Regions from separate parts of the Sus scrofa genome. Here region 2 is linked to region 1. Evidence: chromatin contacts called from public Hi-C data. All regions are on one chromosome and are shown on one strand. Each heading gives the region's core, a stretch centred on a gene start, on an enhancer-like site or on the middle of the called end of the contact. The rest is flanking DNA. Distances are from core to core; before and after follow the strand shown.

Region 1 (3,519 bases), core at 642-3,141:
ATTCAGTTCACAGCAGTTAGCAAGGATGGCGACTATTTTGTTATTGTTGTTGTTGTTTTTTGCCTTTTCTAGGGCCACTTCCCATGGCATATGGAGGATCCCAGGCTAGGGGTCGAATCGGAGCTGTAGTCACTGGCCTACACCAGAGCCACAGCAACGTGGGATCCGAGCCGCGTCTGCAACCTACACCACAGCTCACGGCAACGCCGGATCGTTAACCCACTGAGCAAGGGCAGGGACCGAACCCGCAACCTCATGGTTCCTAGTCGGATTCGTTAACCACTTCGCCACAATGGGAACTCCGGATGGCCGCTATTTTAACAAAGTAGTGACAGCTACTATTCATTTAGGTGCCTACGATGTGTGATGTGTCGGGCAATGCACAGTAGGCTTTGGGCATATTAGTTACTGTTTTCAAAACAGGCGTTACTACACCCGGAGTGATACTCAAAATCCTTAACAATAGGCATGGTTTGAGTGCCGCCAGTGAGAACACTGGGTATAAATGATCAGAGTGGTTATTGTTCCAGTGCATGCAGGCTGAAGGCAAGCCTACAATAATTCCACATTGTTCAGGTAAAGAAGGAGCGATCTGGAGGTTAGTTGTACAAGCTCACACAACTGGGAAATAGCAGAGCAGGGACTGGAAACCATGTCTATTGTCTGACTCAACATCATTTTGTCTCTGCCACCAGACCAGGAGTTATCTGTCGGAGGTTTCCGTATTTCTCTGCCTTGGTGAGCCTTTTGGTGTCTTCCATCATGTCCACAACTTAGTTTCAGTGCCGCCGTGGGAGAAGCTGGCTTAATATCAGGGTCAAGTTGCCTGCTGACTCTTCTCTGAGCTGCCCCAGACTATGGTGTAGGGATCTTCCTCCCTGTTCACTTGTTGGCTCAAGTATCTGACAGTATCGCAGGGTTTATAAATCTGGGTCTTTGTACTGGGCCCGACCTATCTTTCCCCAATGATATAACCTTTGCTTCCTTCCCTCCACTTTCTATCTAGATCAGGGGTGAACTACACCTAATCACGAACACATTACACATTTCTCTGAGCCAATATCAAGACTTGGGCTTCAGCTTGATGATCCAGCATGAAGAACCAAACACCAAATCTAGAACTTTCTGAGCACTCCATTTTTGGGCTAAATCCTTTCTTTGAGCTACTGTTATTGCAGCGGCTAAGGATTGCCTTTATAAGCCTTCCCCTCGGTAAACTCCTCTTCCTATTTTTTTTTGGTTATGCACACGGCATGCAGAAGTTTCCAGGTCAGAGATGGAACCTGTGCCACAGCAGAGACCTGTGCCTCTGTGACAATGCTAGATCCTTAACCCACTGAGTCGCAAGGGAACTCCTCCTCTTCCTATGCTAAGTTCTCCTCCGTCTCTCTCCTTTCTTTGTTTTTTTTTCTTGCTTTCATATTTCCCTTTAACCTCTTCTTATTTTCCTTCTGATTTAGGGCTGTGTTCAAACATATTCCAGTAAGCAGCCTTTACTTTTAATATTTAAGGCTCATGAACACCCCCGTCTCGTGGGTAGCCAGAAGCTCCATGTATCTGTGTAACATTTTTGAGACCCTCCATTAGTGGGTCAGTGATATCTACAAGCAACTTGGAATTAGTTCAAGGCCCTTGCATTAAAGATTAAAGGGCAGACTTGCTTATTCCAAACTCTACTATCCTTTCCCCAAATGGGACCTTGTCCAAAGGAAAAAGGAAATGCTTTGTTATTCGTGAATTTTATGACATTCCGATTTTACCTGGATGCATCCTCTATTTCTTCCACAAAGTCCTATTGTGCATAACATTCTTTGGTCCTATATCCTGCTGTGCTCATTGCTTCTAGAATCAATATTTGCAGTGCAAGCAGAACTTTGCTCTGAGGATAAATCCAAAGGATACTTAATGCCCTGACAAATGAAAAGCCATTTTTTAGCTGCCCTTTGTCTGACAGCACTAAATGTTGTGTTTTCTTTCGAGTTACGTATAATGTGCAGATTCCAGGCACTCCTTGACAAGAGCTTGTAATGACATGCTGCCTCTTGAGAGCTTCTCCTCCCTGAAAAGTGTTCCTCTCTGGGTCCAAAGTTCTCAGTCTAAGGGTGAAGTCGTGGCCACTTTTCTTTTTGCGCTGGAAATGAGATGGTGATGAAGACATCAGCTTCGTCATATTGGAAAACTGCCTAGTGGAGGAAGATGTGATGTCCACGTGCAAAAACACCCTCGGGGAGGTGTGCGCTACATCCTCAGGCTCGAGAGCTGCTCTGGGAAAAAAACGCATTTCCTACCCTTGCACTGCTGAGGTCACCACCTAGAGTTTAAGGGACAGCTGGAAAAGGTAGTATAGATCCTGAACCAGAAACCCCAGAAGTGGTTCTGGGCTGCCCAAGAGCCGATGTTCATTCATTTGTTTGTCACTCAACAAATATTTACTGAGCACAGCCTCTGCCCCAGACGCTGTCCAGCAGTTGGGGAAACAGGCCCGGCTGCTGGCCTTGGGGAGCTGACAGTCTCCCAGAGGTGGCCCTCGGCTCCTTGCTGTGGCCTGAGCCCTAGGACACTGATGGGGTGGTGTGAGCTGCTGAACTTCTGCTCTTAGACATGCCCAGTAATCAGCTCCAGGAGCCTCCCGTGTGGCACCTGAAACACTACAGGTAAACCTCAGATTTTGCAGTCGGCTCTCTTTTTTTTTTTTTTTTTTTTTTTTTTGGCTGCGCTCACAGCATGCAGAAATTCCCTGGCCAGGGACTGACACCCCGCTCATGTTTCTGCAGTGACAATGCCAGATCCTTAGCCCGCCCCACCACAAGGGAACTCCTCGAAATCTGCTCTGAAGATGTCACAGGCCTTGCCTTTTTCTGGTTAGGGAAACGTTGACAAAGATTTAAAACAGGAACCCAACAAGCAGTTCCTATACCTGAAGTTATAGGAAAGTTAAAGAGAAGACTGCCTGAGGTCCACGCTTTTAGAGATTATCCTCAAGAATGTTTACTCTCGGAGTTCCTGTCGTGGCGCAGTGGTTAACGAATCCGACTAGGAACCATGAGGTTGCGGGTTTGGTCCCTGCCCTTGCTCAGTGGGTTAATGATCCGGCGTTGCCGTGAGCTGTGGTGTAGGTCGCAGACGCGGCTCGGATCCCGCGTTGCTGTGGCTCTGGCGTAGGCTGGTGGCTACAGCTCCGATTGGACCCCTAGCCTGGGAACCTCCATATGCCGCGGGAGCGGCCCAAGAAATAGCAACAACAACAACAAAAAGACCAAAAAAAAAAAAAAAAGAATGTTTACTCTCATTAGGATGGATTCGTGCTGCCAGGGTCTCTGAACTCACAGAAGGTATAAGAGTTAATGTTACCTTGAATATGTATAAAAGGGTCGCTGTTTTTCCCCTAAGCTCCCTTCCCCCCTGGCAATAACTTTTCCTGCTTATCTTCTTTGGCCCCAGGAGGGAAAGGCTCCCGTTTAAGTCTTCCTTTTGAACTTAGTGCCATCTGCCTTCTGCAAAGACTTGTTCTGACATTGC
Region 2 (3,487 bases), core at 951-3,450, 53 kb after region 1:
CATCTCCTCTCAGTACCCTTGTAATTTGGAGAAATAACAGAACTGTAAAAGAAAATGCTGGATGTTGTCATTCAGTTGGCCAATACAGATTCTGAAATGAATTTTTCTTTTTTCTTTTTCTTTTTGTCTTTTTGTCATTTCTTAGGCTGCTCCCGCGGCATATGGAGGTTCCCAGGCTAGGGGTCTAATTGGAGCTGTAGCCGCCGGCCTACACCACAGCCACAGCAACGTGTCTGCAACCTATACCACAGCTCACAGCAACGCCGGATCCTTTACCCACTGAGCAAGGTCAGGGATCTAACCTGCAACCTCATGGTTCCTATTTGGATTTGTTAACCACTGAGCCACGACAGGAACTCCCTGAATTGATTTTTCTAAAAAGAAGGAAAATGCAGCCAAATTCTAAAATTCTCTCAAAAGCTCTAAGTAAAAATAAAAATGTACTGAAAGCCCATCTAAAAGAAAAGCAACTGTGCATGTATTATTTTATTTTAAAAATAAAACATGTTAGAGACTGGAAATATTACATTTCTGTTTATCCTAAGCAAATAAGATGAGAATTTAGAATTTTAATTCCAAAGAATATTTTCTTTTACAAATCTCTCTCTCTCCCTCTCTCTCACACCCACACAAACACACAAACATGGAAAGGGATAATGAAGAAAGATGTTAAGGTGTTGCTGGAATTCTACTAGTCTGCTTCACACTTATTGACGGAAAAAAAAGTTCCTCCTTTGGAAACTACATATTTTGCTAGAGGCTTTTCTTGGTTCTGGAACAACCACTTTTAAGGTATACTTCCTTTTGCATGCAGAATGGTGGCAATCTTTTCAGATAAGAAATTCTGCATTCCATTTATCTTCAGGGTGTATCTTTTGATAGCATTTCCTCAGATTAGGAGCAATGGAACCTCCTTTCTTAGTAGAAGATCAGGTTGCCTGAGTATCCTTTTTTTAGCAAGGTAAATTGGCCTGGGGCCCGAGGTGAGTGAGCCTTCTTTGCTCTCAGCCTCATCACTCCACCTAGCTCAAGTTGAGGCGGCATCACTGATTTTGAGATTTTCTTGAGAAGCAAGCTCCTGCTTTAGCCTGCGGTTGGCTCGTGAACGTCACCTTTCACCTACTTAAACACAAGTTTTGCATCGCGGGGAGGTTTACTATTCAAACAGCCATTTCTAGCGCCTTCATCACTTCAAAACCAAACCAAACCCTCTAAATGTTTTATTTCCTGTGGTATCATATCTGACTTAACGTTATAACTTCGTTCACTAATTCGTTGGATTTAAAAAAAAACCCCCTTCATCCCACTCCTATTTGTTTAATGAAAGTCAACTTTCTTATTGTGCACTGTAGCTATTGTTTAAGTCATTTGTGTTTTGGTTTGTTTGCTAATGGGAAGGCAGTCTACCTGTGTTCCGTGTCTTTTGTTTTTCCTTCCGTATTGTCTAACGTGGGATATAATGGCAACCTCCTTAAAATGCAGGAACACTTCTAGCTTCATAAGAAAAACATCCAAAGACGATAATTTGGGGTAAACTTTGTCCTTTGAAAAATATCAATCTTTTATAAATAGTGCACTGAGGGGAGAAGGGTTATTTGCAGGGTTCAGAGAAGTCAAAACAGGAGAAATAATAAACATGGTACATGGCTAGAATTTTTGAGCCCCTCTCGCTTCAGCCATTTCCAAAAATCATTTTATTTTAATAATTTGACAAATTTGTTCAAGAACAAAACAAGTAAACACGTTAAGAATGAAAATAATATGCGCATTTCCCTCTGATCTATATTAAGATTTATGCATTAGAGTAATAACTGTGTTTGTAAATCTTTTGGGGGCGGGGGGGTCGGAGTCTTTTTCTCCAGGAACGGCCTCCGCTGTAGACCCGGTCGGACCCTCCCCTCCTCCGCCAGCTTCCCGGCCGCGCAGCCCGGCTCCCCTCCCCCTGCAGCTGTGGTCCCATTCCTCCCCGCCGACGGCTCCCCGCCCCGCGCCGGCTGCGGCTGGGTCCCGTCCGCCGCTGCTCCGTGGAATGACCTGTAGTAACCCCGCCCCGCCCCCGGCCGCCCGCGCCGCGCTCCCGGCCGGAATTCGATAGGCCCAGCCCCGCACGCGCCACCGCCGCCGGGCCAATGGGCGGCGGTCTCTCTGCATATGCAACGAGCGCCGGCCGGGGGAGTGCGTCCCGGGCGGTTCGGCTCAACAGACGCTGGTCTGCCGGCGCCGGGGAGCGGAGCCGTGCCAGTCGCCGCGGACAGAGCTGGGACGACTGGGAGGAGTAGGAGGCGGCGGCTGCGGCTGCGGCGCCGGACCAGGCAGCAGAGGTACGCCCCCTTGCAGCGCGACTGCGGCGGCGGCTGCGTCAGGGTCCCCAGGAGGCGGCTCGGGGAGTGAATGCTCTGGGGGTGCAACCAGGCCTTCGTGGGCCGGAGTCGGGAGGAACCCGGGCCCCGGCGTTGCGGTGAGTGCGGCGCCGGTTGTGGGGAGCAGCGGAGCTTGGTTGGCGGCTTGGCCTCAGCGTGCGACCGAGCTGGGCCCGAGGGCGGCGGTGTTTTGGGGGAGGGACGCTGCCGGCCTGCTCGCCCCCCGGTCCCCGACGTAGCCGCCGATCCCGGCGCCGGGGGTGTGCGCGCCGGAGGTGCGGGCTCCCCCCGCGACGTGGGGAGAAGCAGCCGGGCCGGGTGGGAGGCGCCGCTGTGGGATCCGGGAAGCGGCTGAGGTGGGGCTCGGGCCGAAGGGCCCACGTGAACTGGGGGACCGCAGCGGAGCGGCCGCGCAGCCCGGGGGAGGAAGGACACACGGGGTCCCTCCCGGCGTTCCGGGGGCGGGGTGGGGTGGGAGGTTGGCTGCTTTCACTAGCTCGGCTCTGAATGTAGTCCCTGGGAGCGGAGAAACTGAGCCGCACAGGGGGGCGGGGGGCTTTGCTGCAGTGCGTGAGGAGAAATTGGAGGTGTGAGATGCGTCGACTTTGGTGGTATTTGTTCTGGCCGCAGTCGGTTCTGATGGGGCTGGGATTAATACTGTTGTTTCGGGGTTGGAGTTGAAAGTTTACCTTTCCCCAGGTGCATTTTAATTATACACTAGTTAGGGAATGTGCAATACCGAGCGACTGCTTACTGCCAGCAATCCAGTGAGGCTGAGATGATCAGACCCGTTTCACAGATGAGGAACCCGAGGCCCAGAGACATAGAACTCGTTTGTCTAGGCTGCATTTAGAAAATGTGCTCTAAGCTATTGTGTATCGGGCCCTTCAAAAATAGATAGGGCATAACGATGTCTTTGAAATTATTTGAAGGCTAGAGAGGGGCTAGGCTTCGTGTAAGTCATTATAGCTGAATAAAATGACAAACAGCTGACGCTTATTGAGCCTTTATTAACATTCCAGGCTTTGTGCTAAGAGCTTTATGCATAGTATCTCTAAAACTGTTAACATCCTTCTAGGGATCATTTTACAGCAGGAGAAACTGCCATTTGGGCCTAACTTTCCCCC

The links. A called contact is a pair of places that touch in the nucleus more often than the background predicts.
Region 2: a contact with region 1 is called in a Hi-C map of liver, with 2.9 times the contacts expected there. The contact joins the promoter of ACSL3 here to the enhancer-like site in region 1. A contact is called at or near these places in 1 of 5 promoter capture datasets (liver), 5 of 47 Hi-C or Micro-C datasets (brain, liver and skeletal muscle) and 1 of 2 datasets of contacts at active chromatin or transcription factors (skeletal muscle).

What each region holds. Positions count from the first base shown.
Region 1 is chr15:124,686,725-124,690,243 of Sscrofa11.1, forward strand. No RefSeq gene overlaps it. Among named protein-coding and RNA genes, the nearest start is that of ACSL3, 54 kb to the right of the region's middle. Within about 2 kb of position 1,892, at least 3 of the 83 cell types and tissues checked have an H3K27ac peak or open chromatin away from gene starts, as enhancers often do. A contact at or near this core is called in liver, where this site is marked.
Region 2 is chr15:124,739,814-124,743,300 of Sscrofa11.1, forward strand. It overlaps ACSL3 (acyl-CoA synthetase long-chain family member 3), which reads left to right and starts at 2,201. Exons shown (of 16, transcript NM_001143698.1): 1 at 2,201-2,321.